Linked DNA regions of Mus musculus: regions 1, 2 and 4 are each linked to region 3. A link is a contact called in public HiChIP or PLAC-seq data. All regions are on one chromosome and are shown on one strand. Each heading gives the region's core, a stretch centred on a gene start, on an enhancer-like site or on the middle of the called end of the contact. The rest is flanking DNA. Distances are from core to core; before and after follow the strand shown.

Evidence for each region. HiChIP or PLAC-seq counts read pairs in DNA pulled down with a chosen protein or histone mark.
Region 1: a FOXA1 HiChIP or PLAC-seq map of pancreatic cancer cells shows a contact between it and region 3. The contact joins two enhancer-like sites. A contact is called at or near these places in 1 of 484 Hi-C or Micro-C datasets (tail fibroblasts) and 1 of 115 datasets of contacts at active chromatin or transcription factors (pancreatic cancer cells).
Region 2: an HNF4G HiChIP or PLAC-seq map of pancreatic cancer cells shows a contact between it and region 3. The contact joins two enhancer-like sites. A contact is called at or near these places in 4 of 115 datasets of contacts at active chromatin or transcription factors (bone marrow-derived macrophages, embryonic hindbrain, neural progenitor cells and 1 more).
Region 4: a FOXA1 HiChIP or PLAC-seq map of pancreatic cancer cells shows a contact between it and region 3. The contact joins the promoter of Slc7a11 here to the enhancer-like site in region 3. A contact is called at or near these places in 1 of 484 Hi-C or Micro-C datasets (bone marrow-derived macrophages), 5 of 115 datasets of contacts at active chromatin or transcription factors (the SCID.adh cell line, acute myeloid leukemia, astrocytes and 2 more) and 1 of 9 other capture datasets (macrophages).

The regions. Positions count from the first base shown.
Region 1 is chr3:51,155,946-51,158,677 of GRCm38.p6, forward strand. No RefSeq gene overlaps it. Among named protein-coding and RNA genes, the nearest start is that of Gm35891, 28 kb to the left of the region's middle. Within about 2 kb of position 1,321, at least 170 of the 459 cell types and tissues checked have an H3K27ac peak or open chromatin away from gene starts, as enhancers often do. A contact at or near this core is called in pancreatic cancer cells, where this site is marked.
Region 2 is chr3:50,386,702-50,389,824 of GRCm38.p6, forward strand. The region is part of intron 6 of Slc7a11 (solute carrier family 7 (cationic amino acid transporter, y+ system), member 11); the gene reads right to left. Among named protein-coding and RNA genes, the nearest start is that of Slc7a11, 55 kb to the right of the region's middle. Within about 2 kb of position 1,795, at least 19 of the 459 cell types and tissues checked have an H3K27ac peak or open chromatin away from gene starts, as enhancers often do. A contact at or near this core is called in pancreatic cancer cells, where this site is marked.
Region 3 is chr3:50,735,527-50,738,588 of GRCm38.p6, forward strand. No RefSeq gene overlaps it. Among named protein-coding and RNA genes, the nearest start is that of Gm40043, 25 kb to the left of the region's middle. Within about 2 kb of position 1,570, at least 21 of the 459 cell types and tissues checked have an H3K27ac peak or open chromatin away from gene starts, as enhancers often do. A contact at or near this core is called in bone marrow-derived macrophages and pancreatic cancer cells, where this site is marked.
Region 4 is chr3:50,442,002-50,444,877 of GRCm38.p6, forward strand. It overlaps Slc7a11 (solute carrier family 7 (cationic amino acid transporter, y+ system), member 11), which reads right to left and starts at 1,612. Exons shown (of 12, transcript NM_011990.2): 1 at 984-1,612. The coding sequence starts at 1,260.

The sequences.
Region 1 (2,732 bases), core at 71-2,570, 420 kb after region 3:
CTTCATAGCACGATACCACATTGCTGGCTTTCCCTCTGGGGCAAGGGACAACCATTAATGGCAAAGGCCTGACTCACGTCTCTCTTCCACATATCCTTGAGAGCAACATCCTACAGAAAAAGACAAAAAAAGAAAAAGAAGAAGAAGTAATAGGCAGAAATTAGAGGCATTTTTCTGTGCCTGTGCTACAATTTTTCAGAGAACAAGGCTAGCTAGCTTTCAGAAGGATCAAATAGAATTTGAAAATCACCCTGCTTTATGTGGCAAGAACTTCAAGAATATCAAACATTTCTTGCCATTTGCAAGCAAATGGGTTAGAAGATTTTTTTTTCCCCACGATTATCTCTTCCAGAAAAGAGCAGTTTCAAACCGCAGAAAATGGACGTTACTGAGAAAAATAGCCTGTTTCAGGAGGGCGAGAAAGACCCTGAGATATCTGGGAAACAGAGGTGGCATGGTTTTCTCCTCCCATGCGTAGAAGTTCCAAACGCAGGAGAAGCTCATTTCAAGCAGAAAGCTCTTTCCAAAGCACAAATATTGGAAAAACAGACCAAGACATCAGCGCATTCTAAACACAGCTGTGTTTGCCCACGCCTCCTGCCTGCTAGGTCATGTTTGATTTAACCTGGCAGCTCAGGGGGAGGTGAAAGGCCTCTGACTACCCAACCTACGACTTTACTTCCTCCCGTCATCATTGTTGACGTTGCATATAGCAAACTGACCTCTTATTAAATGTTGCAGCCAACAAACAGGTTTTAATAGTCTTTTGCTTTTTCACACTAAATGTGTTTTCAGATGGCTGTCATTCATATTCATTCCAAGGACCAAGTTGCCCAGCCACCTGCTCTGAGCACGACAAAATGCTCCGCTAGGGGGCGTTGCTGCCTTTCCCAACCCACAAATGAAGCACGTGATCCGAAACTGTGTCCATTAGTTCTGGAAAACAGGATGTAGGCCTGCCAAGCAGTTCAGAGGATGGTTTTAAGCCTTCAGAGTAACCTGAGATGAGGGACCACAGACGGCAGGGAAGTGTAAAACACGGGGCTGTCACCGGGATAATGAAGGGTACCCTGGCTGCACTGGTTATCTTAGCCTGCATCAGGAGCCTAGGGAACAGACAAGAGAGCACTTATGGTACAGTGTCAGCCCATCCCTAGTCAGGGCCCTGAGGGTAAAACCGGCTGAGCATCAGCGTCCAATAGATAACAACAGAAGCCATTATCTCTCCCTGGCTGGGCTGCCAAGTGCAGGGGCCAGGATTGCCTGGTGTTTGCGGTTTCCATAGCAGCGCTGTTTCGTTTCAAGCTGGCAAAGTACACAGAGAGGACAGGATCAACATTGCAGCAAATGACTCGAACAACCTGAGTCCTGAGCCTCGGAGCTCTCAGCAGGCTTTGCCCTTTTGGAGTCAGGGGTGGGGATGAAGATGGATGCTCTCCAAGAGGCGACTGGAAACTAACAGCTCCTTCAATCAAGCTCAGCAGCTGCCTGAGCACTGTCACCCACCCAAGGTCACCACTTGGAGCCTCTCGGCCTCATTTCCCAGAACTCTAGAAGGTGCTGTTAACATGGGAGAGACCCCCACACAGGCAGATAGGCTCCTCTGGCATCTTCTACCTGGCATTTTCTGAAACCTTTCTCCTCCTTCAGCTGGCCAAGGAGACACTTTCTTTCTTTCTTTCTTTCTTTCTTTCTTTCTTTCTTTCTTCCTTCCTTCCTTCCTTTCTCTCTTTCTTTTTTAATTAAATGTTTTCTTCATTACATTTCAGATGAAATCCCCTTTCCTAGTTTCCTCTCCCAAAATCCCCTATACCCTCCTTCCCCCCCTCCCACTCCCCACTGCTCCCCCAAGCCACCCACTCCCACTTCCTGACCCTGGCATTCCCCTATACTGGGGCATATGATCCTTGCCAGACCAAGGGTCTCTCCTCCCATTGATGGCCAACTAGGCCATCCTTTGCTACAGATACAGCTAGAGACACAAGCTCTGAGGGTACTGGTTAGTTCATATTGTTGTTCCTTTTATAGGGCTGCAAAGCCCTTCAGCTCCTTGGGTACTTTCTCTAGCTCCTCATTGGGGACCCTGTGTTCCATCCAATAGATGACTGTGAGCATCCACTTCAGTATTTGCCAGGCACTGGCATAGCCTCACAGGAAACAACTATATCAGGGTCCTGTCAGCAAAATCTTGTTGGCATCTGCAATAGTATCTGGGTTTGGTAGTTGTATAATGGGGTGGATTCCAGGGTGGGGCAGTCTCTGTATGGTCCTTCCTGCCCTCTCAGCTCCGAACTTTGTCTCTGTAACTCCTTCCATGGGTATTTTGTTCCCCCTTCTAAGAAGGAACAAAGTATCCACACTTTGGTCTTCCATCTTCTTGAGCTTCATGAGTTTTGCAAATTGTATCTGTAGCCCTCCCTAGCTGTTCTGAAACTGTCTCTGTAGAGCAAACTTACCTCTAACTCAGAGATCTACTAGCCTTTGGCTCTCAAGTGCTGGGATTAAAGGCGGGTGCCACCACTGCCTGGCTACAAACTACTATTTGCTGCTAAGAGGAGAAAAGGCTTGGTTCCAGCCTTATGCATTTCCCATAGGGTGAGAAATCAATCTAACTGCCTACCGTTTTTTTCCTTCTGACCTGTTGGGTCTTAAGTTATCTTAGAATACAAAGTGTCTCTGACATTAAAGATACTGGGAAGGCCTTGTTTGAAAGTATGTTTTACTTCATTTAT
Region 2 (3,123 bases), core at 545-3,044, 350 kb before region 3:
AGAACAGGCTAAACCAGGCAGTCAGCAACTGCCATTCATTATGCTGCTTGCAGCCTGACACTTGCCCTGATCCCCAAAGCCTTCAGCCTTGACCTCTAAATCCTGGCATCAGAACATGAAAGCAGCAGATGTTCTCTATCCCCAGTGTGAAGAGGGTCCTGTGGAATTTCCCTGTGAGCACTAGAACAGACCTTGCTAGCCGTAATTGATATGTGCTAAATTTAAATCAAAAGAAAAAAAAAGTCACCAAGACAATGAAATACAAGGCAGTGGAACAATTAAAGATGAATTCTATGTCTCTGGGACGCATGACAAAGCAGAGGGGTAAGAAGGAAGACTGAGGCTTGCCCATTCTTAGCCAGTTCACTGAATTATTTTGAACTTGGGATCTTTCCGCCTGCATAGTAGCCCCACCTGGAGAGTACGCACTTTCTGTAAAGAAAGATGGATACACAGAGAAAGGGTAAAACAGACCCTCCATTTCTTTCAAGCACACGGTTGACTAAGGTATGTCAAGGTTCTATTAATAAAAGCTGAATTGGCCTTGCTCAGCACAGTGTGATGACTAACTTGAGCAAGAAAAAAAAATAATAATAAAAGTAAGATCACACTATATAATTCTGAAAAAAATAACAGAGAAATGCATGTGAAACTTGAGAGTATGGTCCTCCAGCATAGAACTGAGCCTCCTCCCCCTAGCCCTTGAAGCCAGCCTCCATGCCTTTCTTGGGTTGAGTGGGCCTCAATGGGGCTTTCAGTATCTTAGCAGAGGGCAGGCTTAGCCAACGTAGCCTTCTAGGTTAGCCCTGCTTTCTCACTGTGCCACTACCAAACAAAGCAACAGCTGGTCCAGCCATTGGGCTGCTCCGCCCACCACCACCGCCCCGCCCCCCCCCCCCCCCACACACACACACACAATGTTCTGTTAAGCATTTTACATATCTGCCTCACTTTATCCTTGGAAAATCCTGTGAGCTGGAAATATAAGCGCTGTTTTATTTATGAAGGAATGAAGTCTTTGGGGTTTAAGCACCTGTCCAAGGATACCCATGCTGGAAAGTAGAAGCGGGATTTGGATGTGTGCATGACCTAACTTGAAATCAAGGCATTTTAATCCTGAAGCATATACGGCTTCCTGAGCTCTACTAATGTTTGTGAAAATTAAACCGTAGAATATTAAGTAAGCTAGCTGAAAAGGTTTTATCAAGAGTACATTTCTCACAGGTTTGCTGGAAATGGAGGGAAAAAAATTCAGAGATTTTATTTTTTTTAGCACGTTTCTGTAGAGCCCAATTGGTAATGCCAGGAGAATGGTCTCATCATTTATTATTATTGTTGTTGTTGTTGTTGTTTAAAAGGAAAATGTTCACTTGATGAATTTCTCCAGATGTGTCTGTATATAAAAGGGAGAAGCATCAGTGTGCTTGTCAAATAAGTTGTAATGAGTTATTAAGAAAAGTGCTTTGATAGCTCTCTGGGGGGGGGGGGGGTAATCGCAGCACCTGAAATAAGAGTACAAAAAGAGAAAGGTTGTGATCCGGAGCACACTATACCGTGATTCTCTCTAATTAGTTCAAACAAAGCCACAGGAACTGGAGACACTGTGGCTCCAGAGTCACTAGCATTGCTGACTGTCCTCAGGTTCCTTTCCACTTTGTGGGAAGGGGTGGGGGTGGGGCAGATTTTTGTGGTTGCCTTGGCATAAATAACATCCTTCACAAAGGCGAGCAGCTGACCTGATCGGGGCTGGGCACCGTGTGGTTAAGTCCTGGTTACAAGTATCAAAGCACAAGAACCTCCGGGTGAGCCGATAAAAGCTATTAGGCCACATCAGAGCGATCTTCCTGGAGGCTTTAGATGCAGAGGGCAGATAAGCGTGGTTAGAAACCCAAGAGGAAGGCCAGCAGCACAGGAAACGAAATTGATTAGAGGAAAGAGAGGAGAGGCCGTGGGTATATCAAAGCTTCTAAATTACTGAGAGTTGGCCATCAGTCCTAAACAGCAGCTTCAGCGTTGTGGTAAGTTTGAACAGCGCGCATCCGTAAGCCCTCCGCTCTCTCGGGTATTCGAACATGTCAATGATGAACAAAACACAAGTCTACTGAGAAGAGTTCCTTCATCCTCAAGAGCCTTCCACCATCTCGTCTGCTTTTTTCCGATCAACGGGCAATAAGTATGTGTACCTGATATTTTTATTAGTTGAAAATTGTCGTCAAAATCATCTTAGTCTCCCCACTGCTTAATTTAAATTGGCATCTCTAGCCAGGCCCACACACCCAGGAGAATGTTTCATTCTTTGAGGCTACTGACCTGGAACTCTGAAATGACTGCTTGGGAGCTCCTTTCCATTTCTGGTTGTTATGGGTGATGGCTCACTTTTCAAAGGTGATGGGTAGAGATTTCCTCTTTTAGAAATCTGTATAGCCTCCAGTCCCCCCCACCCGCCCCCGCCCAACAAAGACCATTGATATTGAAGTGGAAGTGTGGCATTTCAGATCTATGTGGAATGATACATAAAAATAAATAAAATTCACAACTGTAAGAGTTAACTTCTATATTCTTCTGGGCAGAGAAGCCAAGGCTCACAGAGTTCAGTGACATGGAACAAGGTCACAGAAGCAGTGCGTGGAGAGCTGGAAGCCAAACCCAGCCCTCTTGGTGCTTCGAACTCCCAGAGCAACATTTGTGCCAATGATATCTGGTGCTTAGTGATAAATTTTATGTCAACTTCAAGGTCCATAGATACATATGTTTTATATAACTGTTACATCACATGCCTGTGTCTGTGACTTCGAACCGACTGTCACCCACCACACGTGGAGAAGCTCTTAAGTATGTTGTGCTTAAGCTCCAGGGAGAGTTTCCAGGAGTTCAATTTAACCAGGAGCTATTGCTGTAAAATCAGAGTGAGTAAACCTCGCTTGACGCTTTAGCAGGTCAAAGAAACATCAAAGTTAAGGAAGTTTTGATTCTCAGATAACCAGAGTAGTGCCCTGATCACTTGAATTTAGGATGGTCCAAGGTTGTTTCATAACATGAACAAAGTCTTCCAAGACTGTTATGAATCAAGTCTGCTATCTCTGCTACAAGGACCTAGAACTCAGTGTCCTCGAGGGATGCGCT
Region 3 (3,062 bases), core at 320-2,819:
AGGATTAAATAGGGGGTTTCCGTAGGGAAAACCAGGGGAGGAAATAACATTTGGAATGTAAATAAATAAAATATCCAATAAAACAAAAAGAAGTAGGCATTCATCACAGAGCCTGAAAATCTACCAAGACCAGGGTCTCAAAGTCTGGTCAAGGAGAAGAGAATCATAGACTAATACTAATGAGCATGCCCATCATCCAAATCTGCACTCAGGAACACTGTCTTCCTCAAAAAGAATGAGGACAATTTAGAGAACTGTCTGAATCTAGAACTGGGGCAACATCTTTGGTGAGGTCACATAGCCTGCATCACCAGAAAGGTCAAACAAAACCAGACATAGGGCATTCTACAAAACAAACATCCCTCAATCTTTAAAATAGCAAGGTCAAGAAAGCCAAAACGAAGTTTAAGCAACAATTCAAGATTAAAGGAAATAAAAAATGTGTGAGAACTAAGTGTAGCATAGAATTCTGAGCTAACTAGTTGTCTATAAAGGTTAGCAAGGGGTCTGGTCATGAGGACAGCAGTATAGATGGTAATTTATGCTACTGGTACTCGGAGCGTGGTAATGAAGGAGACACTCTTCTTAAGAAATACATACCATGTGTGTCCTTCTAGGACTGGGTTATCTTACTCGTGGTGATATTCCCCAGTTCTATCTATTTTTCTGCAAAATTCATGATGTCTTTGGTTTTAATAGCTGAATAGTAGTATTCCATTGTGTAGCTGTACCACATTTTCTTTACCCATTCTTCAGTTGAGGGACATCTAGGTTGTTTCCAGTTTCTGGTTATTAAGAATAAAGCTGCTATGAACATAGTTGAGCAAGTGTCCTTGTGGGATGGTGGAGCATCTTTTGGGTATATGCCCTGGAGTGGTATATCTGGGTCTTGAGGTAGAACTATTCCGTTTTCTGAGAAACCGCCAAACTGATTTCCAAAGTGGTTGTGCAAACTTGCATTCCCACCAACAATGAAGTATTCCCCTTGTTCCACATCCTTGCCTGCATGTGTCATCTCTTGATTATTATTATTTTTTTAATCTTAGCCATTCTGGTGGGTGTGTAAGATGAAATTGCAGAGTTGTTCTGATTTTACATTTCCCAGTGACTAAGAACTTAAACATTTCTTTATGTGCTTCTCAGCCATTTGAAATTCTTCTGTTGAGAATTCTCTGTTTAGTTCTCTACCCCATTTTTAAATCACTTACAAGTGGATATTAGCCATAAAATATATATATACCATGTTACACTACGTAGACCCAAAGAAGCTAAACAAGAAGGAAGGTTCAAGTGAGGAAGCTTGCATCTCACTTAGAAGGGAGAGTAAAATAGTCATAAGAGACAGAGGAAGGAAACTGTGAGGAAGGAGGGGTAGGCAGGAGATTGGGAGATTCAGGATCAGGCATGGGGAAAGACAGGAGAGATGACTAGATGGCCATGAAAATGAATGGAAATGTGCAACTGACAGGGATAAGGAGATGGGGAACATCTCTAGGACAAGACAGAGACCTGAGATAAGGGGGGTGCCTAAGAATCAATGGGGGCGACCTTAGCTGTGACTCACTACACTGGGGAAGTGGAACCTGAAGAGGCCACCTCCTGTAGCCAGGCAGGAACCCCAGTGGCACTACAGAGACACCAACAAAGCCACAAAACTTTCAGCCCAAAATTTATTCTGCCTACAAGAAATGCAGGCATGGGAGATGGAGCAGACACTGAGGAAATAGCCAGCCAATAACTGGCCCAACTTGAGTCCCATTCCATGAGGAAGCACTAATCCCTAACAGTATTAAATATACTATGTTATGTTTACAGACAGGAACATTTTGTCCTCTGAGAGCTCTACCCAGCAGATGACTCAGACAGATACAGACACTCACAGCCAAACAGTGGATGGAGCTTGGGGACTCTTATAGAAGAATAGGAGGAAGGACTGTGGTCAGTGAATCATTATAGGAACTCCACAAGACTGACAAAGTCAACTAAGCAGGACCTGTGGGGCTCTCAGAGTCTGAACCACCAACCAAAGAACATACACGGGCTAGACCTATGCCTCCCTGCATGTATGTAGCAGCTTGGTCTTCATGTGGGTCCCAATCAACTAGAATGTGGGCTATTCTAAAAGCTGTTGCCTCTATGTGGGATACATTCTTCTAGCTGGACTGCCTTGTCTGGACTTAGTGGGAGAGAAAGCACCTAGCTTTGCTGGGGGTGGGGGTGGGAGTGACACCCAAGGGGACCCCCACTCACTCAGAGAAGGAAGGTAGGAGAGATGGAGGAAGAGAGTGACAGTAGGGGGCAGTAAGCAGGATGTAGAGTGAAAAAATAAAGGGAAAAAAGAGGAAGATATTGTTCCAGTTTCTGCCACCATACCTGCTATTTTCTACTACAGCTATCAGCCACGATGGACCTAATCCCTCTGAAAATGTTAAACCAAATAAATGTCTTGTTCAGTCACAGAAAGAGAGAGAGAGAGAGAGAGAGAGAGAGAGAGAGAAGGAGAGAGGGAGAGAGAGAGAGGGAGGGAGGGAGAGAAGGAGAGAGGGAGAGAGAGAGAGAAGGAGAGAGGGAGAGAGAGAGGGAGGGAGGGAGGGAGGGAGGGAGAGAAGGAGAGAGGGAGAGAGAGAGAGAGAGGGAGGGAGGGAGAGAAGGAGAGAGGGAGAGAGAGGGAGGGAGAGGAGAGAGGGAGAGAGAGAGGGAGGGAGGGAGAGAAGGAGAGAGGGAGAGAGAGAGAGAGGAGAGAAGGAGAGAGGGAGAGAGAGAGAGAGGGAGAGAGAGAGAGAGAGAGAGAGAGAGAGAGAGAGGAGAGAGAGGGAGAGAGAGAGAGAGAGAGAGAGAGAGAGAGAGAGAGAGAGAGAGAGAGAGAGAGAGAGAGAAGAGAGAGGAAATACATACTGCAATCCTGGGGCAGCAACCAATTGTCAGATAGCCAGCTTTCCCTCAAATGCTTTGGAAATGAAAGGCTTTTTGTATTGGCCTTTTTTTCTTCTGCTATATGTTTATTTCCATTGTGTGTTAGTGTATGTGGGGGTGTAAGATGTGTGCCACTCCTTGGGTGCCAC
Region 4 (2,876 bases), core at 362-2,861, 290 kb before region 3:
CCCTCCTGATCAAGGAGCAATTATTTCCTTTGCAATATTAACCCTCAATCCCATCAGAGAAACGTACATTTTAAAGAGAAAAAAATAATAAGCACAGTAATACCAGTTCAGGTTAGATGAACTTCATTGAATGGGCAGAGAAAGTATCTGTTTCCCCAGAGACCTAGTAAAATACAGATGAAGAAAACAGATCCAGGCAAGGAGGGAAGACTGACACCCAAGTGAAGCTTGCAAACAAATAACGAGAAATTATGAGAAATGTCCTTAAAGGCAGTAAGAAGGAAAAAGAAAAAAAAAAAAAACAAGGGGAAAAAAGTTGAAACCTTTGCCCCATTTATGGAGACGGAGGAGACACATCAAACACATATCTTCCCAAGGACTTCTGAAAGCATAGTATTAGAAACGGACAAGCCTACGAATTTAAAATATTAAAAAAGGCAGAGAATGCCACCCATTTGTTTAGCAAGTAAAAGGCCCGTGACAGTGTTCCGAACGTTCAGTTCCGCGTGTAAATAGGCCACACTGGCTGCACCGCACAGGTGTTTCTTCCAGCGAGCCAGCTGCCAGAACTATGCTCTAAACAAGACTCACAAACCCAAGCCCTCTGCACGGAAGGAAGGCTTGGTTTTTTGGGTCATCAAAGTTAGGTTTTTTTTGTTTTTTGTTTTTTTGTTTTTTGTTTTTTTTTTTTTTTTTCCTTCTCTCAGCAAACCAGAAAAAAAAAAAAAAAAAGCTGCCAGAGTCTGTCTCAGGCAGGAAAGCAGAGTATAGCCTGCAGGAAGGAATCTGAGAGGGTTCAGTCTTGTGCCAACAGTGGACAGTGTGTTTGGGTAGTGCACATACCTGAACAACAACAACAACAAAAATTCCAAATATTTCCTGTAGTATTTGCCCATTCATTTACTCCTCAGAAATAACCCTTCGCTCTCCCAGAGAGCCACACAGCTACACACACTCACACCCCAGAGAAGAAGCGCACTCACCAAAAAGTGACAGTACTCCACAGGCAGACCAGAAAACCAGGGACATGCCCACGCTGCCCGTGTTCTGGAGTATGCCCTTGGGGGAGATGAAGATGCCTGATCCGATGACGGTGCCGATGATGATGGAGACCCCCCTCAGCAAAGTGATCTTCTTTTTCAGAACTACCTTCTCCTGCCCAGGTGGCTCTTGGTCCCCCATGGAGGGCAGCCTCCCGCTCATATTGCCCTGCAGGTAACCTCCTTTGGAGATGGTGGCCACAACTGGCTTTCTGACCATGGCAGTGTCACACCAGAGGAGGGGGATGAAAAAGAAAACAGAGGGGGAAAAACAAAACAAGACAAAATAAAACAAAACAAAACAAACCCTTTTAACTTGTTTCTCTAAGAAGTGACTGATCACTGTTCGGTCGTGACTTCCCCTTTGCTATCACCGACTGGCTCTACACTATTGTGTCCACAGGTGAGAACTCAGAGGTGTGTTTCAGCCTTCGCTGGCTCTATAATTACTCCTCTTGCTCCTCGGAGCACCTGTGTGGCACCGGCTCCAGGGGCAGTCAGTTAGCTGCAGCCGCGGCTGCTGCCCTATCATTACACACCAGCTCAGCTTCCTCGTGGAAGGCTCCGTATTTAAGCAACCGCCTGTCACACCAACTTACTGGGCTGCATGATGATGCAAATTCTCCAGGTTTGCATCAGCCACATGAGAAAACTCCAGCTTGAGAAAGCGCCAACATTACTCAGCTCTTTTTTTTTTTTTTTTTTTTTAACAGTAGCCTGTGGGTTGCTCAATGGATCCAAAGCATTTCCCAGAACAAAGCATACTCTTAAAGAGGGGCTTAGCCAATCCAGAAGAAGTAAACAGGGAACCAGGGAATAGACACTGTCCCGGTGACTTTAAGCAGCTCCGCTCTCAGAGAGAGAAAAGAAGTTGGAAAATGAAACAGAAAACAATTACTTCGTTTTAAGGAGTTGCTTCTTAACTTTAAGGCGCGCATAAAAAATGTTGTATTCACAGCTGTTTTGACAATGGAAAGTGCCTTAGGGCTGCTCTGTTTGCAACAGCAAAGTTTATACTTCATAATTTGTATTCTCCTTACTTCCCCGGGTGTTTCCTAGCAACACTGTCAAATCTAATATTTACAAAGTCAGAAAGTTTCTGCACACGAGAGCCGTGGCTACATACAGCTCCGCATGAACAGACACAATTATTTCTTAAGACCTGTAATACAAGGGTGTTTAAGATCACCACCTAAGTTTGAGAAGTTGAAAGATCATAGTGACTGCAGAAAACAGTCTTTTTCTGATTCTTGTCAGCACAGCGTGATTTCCTGAACTAGGTAGAAGGACTCGGTCTTCATTTGCATGTTGCTCCATCGAATTAAAAAGACTCCTCTTTGAATCTTAGGCAATACTTATAATTGCATGAAGACACGCACAGAGCAAGAGCTTGAGAAGGGAGTCCCATTATAATAGTTGGAGAAAGGAAGGAGATGACAGGGCATATTTTTTGGATCTATAAGCTATTCTGATTATAATTTGAAATGTATTACAATCAACAGGTACTAACTTTTAGTTAGCTCAAAGCCGGAAATTTTCGGTGACTGTAACAGAGTGTACAAGTCCATTTCAGAAAGCTAAAAGAATGTGTTTTTTACATAAAGAAATAATGACATCTTAAGGAGATAGAAGTGTTTACTCTGAGCATTCTACAATGGGCACATGTGCTGAAACTTTACACCCTATTCACATACACAGCTTTCATCTTTGTCAGTTAAAAAGAAATTTAAACATATAAAAGTACATTAAAACTTCAAAGTGGGGTTAAAATATTTACATTGAAAAAATTTCTTTTTTTTTAAAAAATTAAACACAAACTTGAAACGTTTTGCTTCT